2 separate regions of the Mus musculus genome follow, and region 1 is linked to region 2. The links are chromatin contacts, called in public Hi-C maps. All regions are on one chromosome and are shown on one strand. The core of a region is the stretch at or near the end of the contact, and the rest is flanking DNA. Distances in the headings are between cores, read along the strand shown. Region 1 holds the start of Srsf6 (serine and arginine-rich splicing factor 6). Region 2 holds the start of Abhd12 (abhydrolase domain containing 12).

The links. A called contact is a pair of places that touch in the nucleus more often than the background predicts.
Region 1: a Hi-C map of B cells shows a contact between it and region 2, with 7 read pairs. The contact joins the promoter of Srsf6 here to the promoter of Abhd12 in region 2. A contact is called at or near these places in 1 of 39 promoter capture datasets (pre-B cells) and 1 of 484 Hi-C or Micro-C datasets (B cells).

What each region holds. Positions count from the first base shown.
Region 1 is chr2:162,930,167-162,933,010 of GRCm38.p6, forward strand. Srsf6 (serine and arginine-rich splicing factor 6) reads left to right here and starts at 1,342. Exons shown (of 6, transcript NM_026499.4): 1 at 1,342-1,611; 2 at 1,828-1,976. The coding sequence starts at 1,505.
Region 2 is chr2:150,903,442-150,906,162 of GRCm38.p6, forward strand. Abhd12 (abhydrolase domain containing 12) reads right to left here and starts at 1,290. Exons shown (of 13, transcript NM_024465.3): 1 at 916-1,290. The coding sequence starts at 1,106.

The DNA.
Region 1 (2,844 bases), core at 92-2,591, about 12 Mb after region 2:
TTTTAAAATGTGTTATCATCACACTTAGTTATTTATTGAAGGCATGACACGCATCAGGAGGTCAGAGGACAACTTGCAAGAATTGTTTTTGTTGTTGTTGTTGTTCCTTCTACCGTGTGGGTCTCTAGGATCAAAGTCGGGTCCTCCAGCTTGGCAGCAAGCACCTTTACCGGCTTCAGTCTTCTCACCACTCACAAATAAATTTTAACAAGTTTTTAGAAATTGACAATTTGATAAAACTGTTATGTGTTGACTTCATTCTGTGTTCCATGAATATTTTTAAAAGCTGTCTACATATATATATTTATATTTCTAACTTAAGGACGTTCTCTTCCCTCGAGAATACTATTAACACATCTCCCTGTGTGCTATCAACATTGCCGGTCTGCCCCAGAGGACAGAATCTTCTCTCATTATAGCTGAAAAGCCTGAGGCTGCCCAGATTCTGGGCAGAAAACAAATTCCTAAAGAGCAGGTACTAACTCAATGGCAGTCTTTTCTCTCAGCTTTTATCACACCGTGCTCTGCTTTCGGTTTCCTTACCTCTCTAGCCAAACCTTCGCCGTGCTTTGAATACTCCCAAGGCATGCTCCTTGATAGTCAATTAACTTTACTCCAGGGCAGTGGGGCTGTTTTGTTTAACTCTACAGCATTAGATGTCACCTCCATAAACTCCTAAGTGTGTATTTCTGCTTTATAAATAGTTTGCCTTCGGATCCAACCAGGTTAAGGACAGTATGGATAGGAAAGGGGATAGGGGGTCTTGGAGGACCATGGGGCCCAGCCATGCTCCCTTTGTGAACGGCCGCGGCGAGCGCGGGATTCAGAGCTGTCAGAGCTCCGAGCAGAGGGAGGGATGCCACCCAGACCAGCCACAGCACCTCCCCCGCTGGTCACTAAACCTCGGGGACAGATCCCGAGCCGCTGAGAAACTAAGGAACTGTCCGACTCCCAAGAGCGTGTACTCAACGAAACCAGTGCGAGCTACCCGCTGAAGGGAAAGAGCAACCTCTTTTTTTTTAGTAGACCAATCAGAGACCAAGATGGCCTAGACTGACAGCCCGGACAACCAATGAGAAATAAAACTCGTTCTCCGCGTGCCTGGGCACAAGAACAGTTTATTAGGCACGACTCAAAAGGTCCGGGCCTCGGCTGTTTACGCTGATGGCTGCACAGCGCCAGGGGACATGACAGTAGCGAAATCAACTCCCAGCAAGCACGGCACGCGCCGCGGGCCGCCCCAACACATCCGGAGCGGCCCGCGGCGCGGGAGAGGACGTGCTGCGCGACGACGTCACGCGCTGCGCCGCGCCGCGCCCCGCCCCCGGGCACTTATAGCGTAGGCCGGCGCGCGCGCGCGCACCATTGTGTGGCTGACTCGGCCGCCGCTGCGGTGTGAGGCGCGTGTTCGGGCCTTCGCCGTCCCCGCACCCGCACCGCAGCCCTGCCCCGCGGCCCGCCGCCCCTCCGCCAGCCTCCCGGAGGACACCCGTGGGTCACGGCCATGCCGCGCGTCTACATAGGACGCCTGAGCTACAACGTCCGCGAGAAGGACATCCAGCGCTTTTTCAGCGGCTACGGCCGCCTCCTCGAGATCGACCTCAAAAATGGGTGAGTCGGGTCTGGGAGGCCGCGCCCCGCGGCGGAGAGAGGTCCCCCAAGGACCCGAGGCGGCCAAGGCCGCGGCGCCGCGTGGCAGGGCCTCTAAAATGGCGGCGGCGGCGGCGCCCCGAGCGCGCGCGCGCGGGGGAGGGCGCGGGAGCGCGCGGCGCCGGCTAACGACACGCCCGCCCGCCGGTGCGCGGCTCGCGCTCCGCCCCTCCGCAGGTACGGTTTCGTGGAGTTCGAGGACTCCCGGGATGCCGACGATGCCGTGTACGAGCTCAACAGCAAGGAGCTGTGCGGCGAGCGCGTGATCGTAGAGCACGCCCGGGGCCCGCGCCGCGACCGCGATGGCTACAGCTACGGAAGCCGCAGTGAGTCCTTACCCCCGCGCGCTCCGCGTCCTGGGTACCTGGGGGGGGCGGGGGTTGGGGGCGCAGGGCGGGTGCAGTCACTTGGGTGGGCAGGGTGGGACCTCCCCAGCCCGGGCAGGCGCGGAGGCCGGGGCTTGTCGGCCCTGGGTGTTCCCGGGGCCCCTCTACCTCCACGCATGCCCGGGTAGCCGTGGGACACCGGAGCGCGGGGAATGGGGTCGGGTGGCCGGTTGACTTAAGTTTGGAAGGAGTGGCTTCAGTTGGCCCTCTTTGGCACTGACTTGGGTTCTGCCATTGAAAGCGAGGGCTGGCTGTATTTGTAGTATGCCCCCTTGCTTATCTGTCAGTGCTTGTTAGCATTGAGGAAGTTTCTAGGAAGGCTGGGGTGGAGGTGGGGCAGGGGGCGGGGAAAGGGGAGGAGCTTGAAGTCTAAGTCTTAGGAGCTGGGAGGCTTGATTGGGGGGGGGCAAAGAAAATGCCATTTTAAACTAAGTAATGTGGCATAGTACCACAAAGTAAATCTAAATAAGCTTTATGCTGTATTTGAAATAGTTGGGGCATGTTACTGGGAGGGGGTTGGGGGGATTTTGGTTATGTGAAATGTTTAATGTTGAAATTGTTGCATGTTGAATTCCAACTTTTTAACAAGTCCTTGATGTTTCAATTTGAAAGTGACCAATGGGGCTGAGGCTGTGTCCACTGAGGCTAAGATGACTGCCTTTCCTGATTGGCCTTGGCTTTTCCATACATTGTGTGACCCTTGCCCTATGACCCTTTGGCTGACCTTACCGGAAGCCATGACGACAGCAGCCTTTTGCCATTAGACGCAGGGTGATGGTGAGGATTCCAAGGGTTAGACAAAACTGGT
Region 2 (2,721 bases), core at 40-2,539:
GGCTTCAAAACTGCCAACAGAGATAATAGTCTACAAACTATCAAATTAAGAAACCAGATAGAGGGAAAGAAACCTATTCCTATATAAAACAGGCTACTCAATTTTGAGATCAGCTTTACATAACTGCCTCTTCTCCATCCTAAAAGAAGGATGCAAGTCTAACTCACCGACCAATCCCAGAAGATTCCAGGACCTTACAGAGTAATTTTCAATGACCAATTCCTGTGCAGATTTCAAGTGCTTTGTAACTAACTACCTGCATAGACAACCACCAGTTCTCTCCAACAGCTGAGAATGGATGCATCCATCCATCCTTTCCTTTGGATTCTGAAAACGGCTTAACCCTTGAAAGGGGGTCGGTGAATGCAGCTCTGACCTGCGATTAGCTAGCGAAGGGAAGGACCAGACAGGAGAGTTGCTACTGAGCTCCATATACGGTCAAGGCAAAGCAGGTGAACTGGCTAAGAGCACTTGCAGGGTCTTTGGTCTTGCCGTTCACCCTGCGTGGTCCTCTTCTTAAGGGCAGCCTTTCAAACTCCTCGGGAGACTCTTTCCAGAGCCAGTCAGGAATACTGGGCCCCTGATTACTATGGACTCAACCACTAAGTATCTCTGCAGGCTAACCTGATAAGGATGCCAGCCAGGGTGCTGGGTGGGTTAGTGAGCAGCTCGTGGAGGGGGTGGGAGGGTGAGATGGGGGTTGAAGGAGAGCTCCAGAGGCAGATGTTTGGAGGAAAGAATGGGGTTGGACGGTCCCTGCGGGCCAGACGAGGGGAGGTAGTCTTTAGAAGGGTCGAAGAGGACGCCGGGAGGATGGAACCGTGTGATGCTCCCGCAGCAGATCTCTGAAGGTGGGAGCCTGGGACTACCTGCCCTCCAGGTGAGGGGCCCGCGCGTGTCTGCACCGCATCTCACCTGCCCAGCGCCCGCTTCATGCCCGCGTCGGATGCGCTGTGCGGCTCTGCCGTCCCCTTGCCCGCCAGACGCAGGTTCTGCTTCAAGCTGCAGTCGGCGTCCAGCGCCGCGGCGGCCGAGCCGGAGGAGGACGAGCCTGAGGCGGCGCAGCGCTCATGCTCCAAGGTGACGGGCTCGGTCCGCTTCCTCATCCCGCGGCCCTGTCGGCAGCAGCTCTCGGCGCCCTGGTTTCGCCCGCCCGCCTGCGCCGACCTCGCTGCAGTCGCCGCCGCTCACAGCCGTCACCACCCGGAGCCGGGAGCCCACTGCGGGTCACATCCCAGCCCCAGGCCGCGGCGCCCGCTATGGACCAGCGCCGGAGGCCGGTCGGCCACCGCGGCCAATCAGCGCACGAGTCCAGGAAGCCCCGCCCCAGACACGCCCCCGGCAGCTCCGCTTCACAAGCAGCGCGCCCAGCATCCCCAGCGCCAGCCACAGCCATCTTGGAGAAGGGCGGAATAAGCTGAAACTGCGGGTCATTTTCAGGGCAGGGCTAGTCTGAAGGGTCTTAGTGCGTTTACGAAACGGATTAGGGCCAGTTTGGATTCTCCTGCTGGGTTGCTTTAGGTGCAACTCAGGTGCCCTCTGCCTACGAACTGAGGCAGGCCCTATCTAAGATCTAAGTGGTCCGAATGGGGAGGGTGCTAGGGAGTCCTTGAGGGCACTAGCTCCGTTTGCTGGGCAAAATAGGCTCTCTCTACTCCCTCTTTAGGGCATTTGGCGCCCCTAAAAAGCTAGAGCCCCAGATGTTCTCTAGATTTGATATACTCAACAAAAAAGCTTTACAGAGAGAGAGAGACTCCAGTAGCTAATGTATTGTTTAAACAAGTTTATATTTACTTTTTTTTTTTTTTTTTTGTCTTTTCGAGTCAGGGTTTCTCTGTGTAGCCCTGGCTGTCCTGGAACTTACTTTGTAGACCAGGCTGGCCTCGAACTGAGAAATCCGCCTGCCTCTGCCTCCCATATATTCACTTTTTCTTTCGCTGAATGTAAGAAAATGAACTGCCTGCGTATGCTTTGAAGTCTTCTATTAAAGTTTGGATCTTCATAAGAACGATTAGGACTGGTAAGAAGGCAAGGAAATCCGTTTCAAAGAGGAATTTGCACTCTGACATCCAAATTTAATAATTCAATCCACCTGAAAAAAAATGAAAGGACACGTTGTAGCTTTTAATAGTTTTTGTTTTGTTTGATATAGCATGCATTTTACTAATGAGTTACTTTTGTAATTTCAACATGCATGTAATCAGTTTGAAAAATATTGGCAACTGATAAAGATTTAATAGGAACTTAGAAATGTAATGGATTATGTTGTTGCCTTTGTAATGATAGTTACAACTTGCAATTCAAGAATTTCTTTACCATTTTTGCTATATTATAACCTATGTTCATACTGTATGAATATCTACAGTCTTTAAAACATCAACAAAATAGTACTATAGATTTGAATATTCAAAAAGGAAATTAAATGCTTAAAGATAGTTTTGACCTATCAGTCATAAAATCTTTATAGAAAAACAAAAGAACAAATAGCCCTGGTAGGACATGCCTGAAGTTATTACAGAAGCTGACATCAGGAGGGTTGCAGATTGGAGGCCAACCCAGGCAATTTAGCGGCTTCTGTCTCAAAATAACACAAATAAAAAGAGCTGAATATAGCTCAGTGATAGCATTTCCTCAGTATACCTGAGGATTGGGGTTCCATTATACAGAGGAGGGGGGGGGGAGGAGGAAGAAGAGGAGGAGGGGAAGAACTGGAGGGAGGAG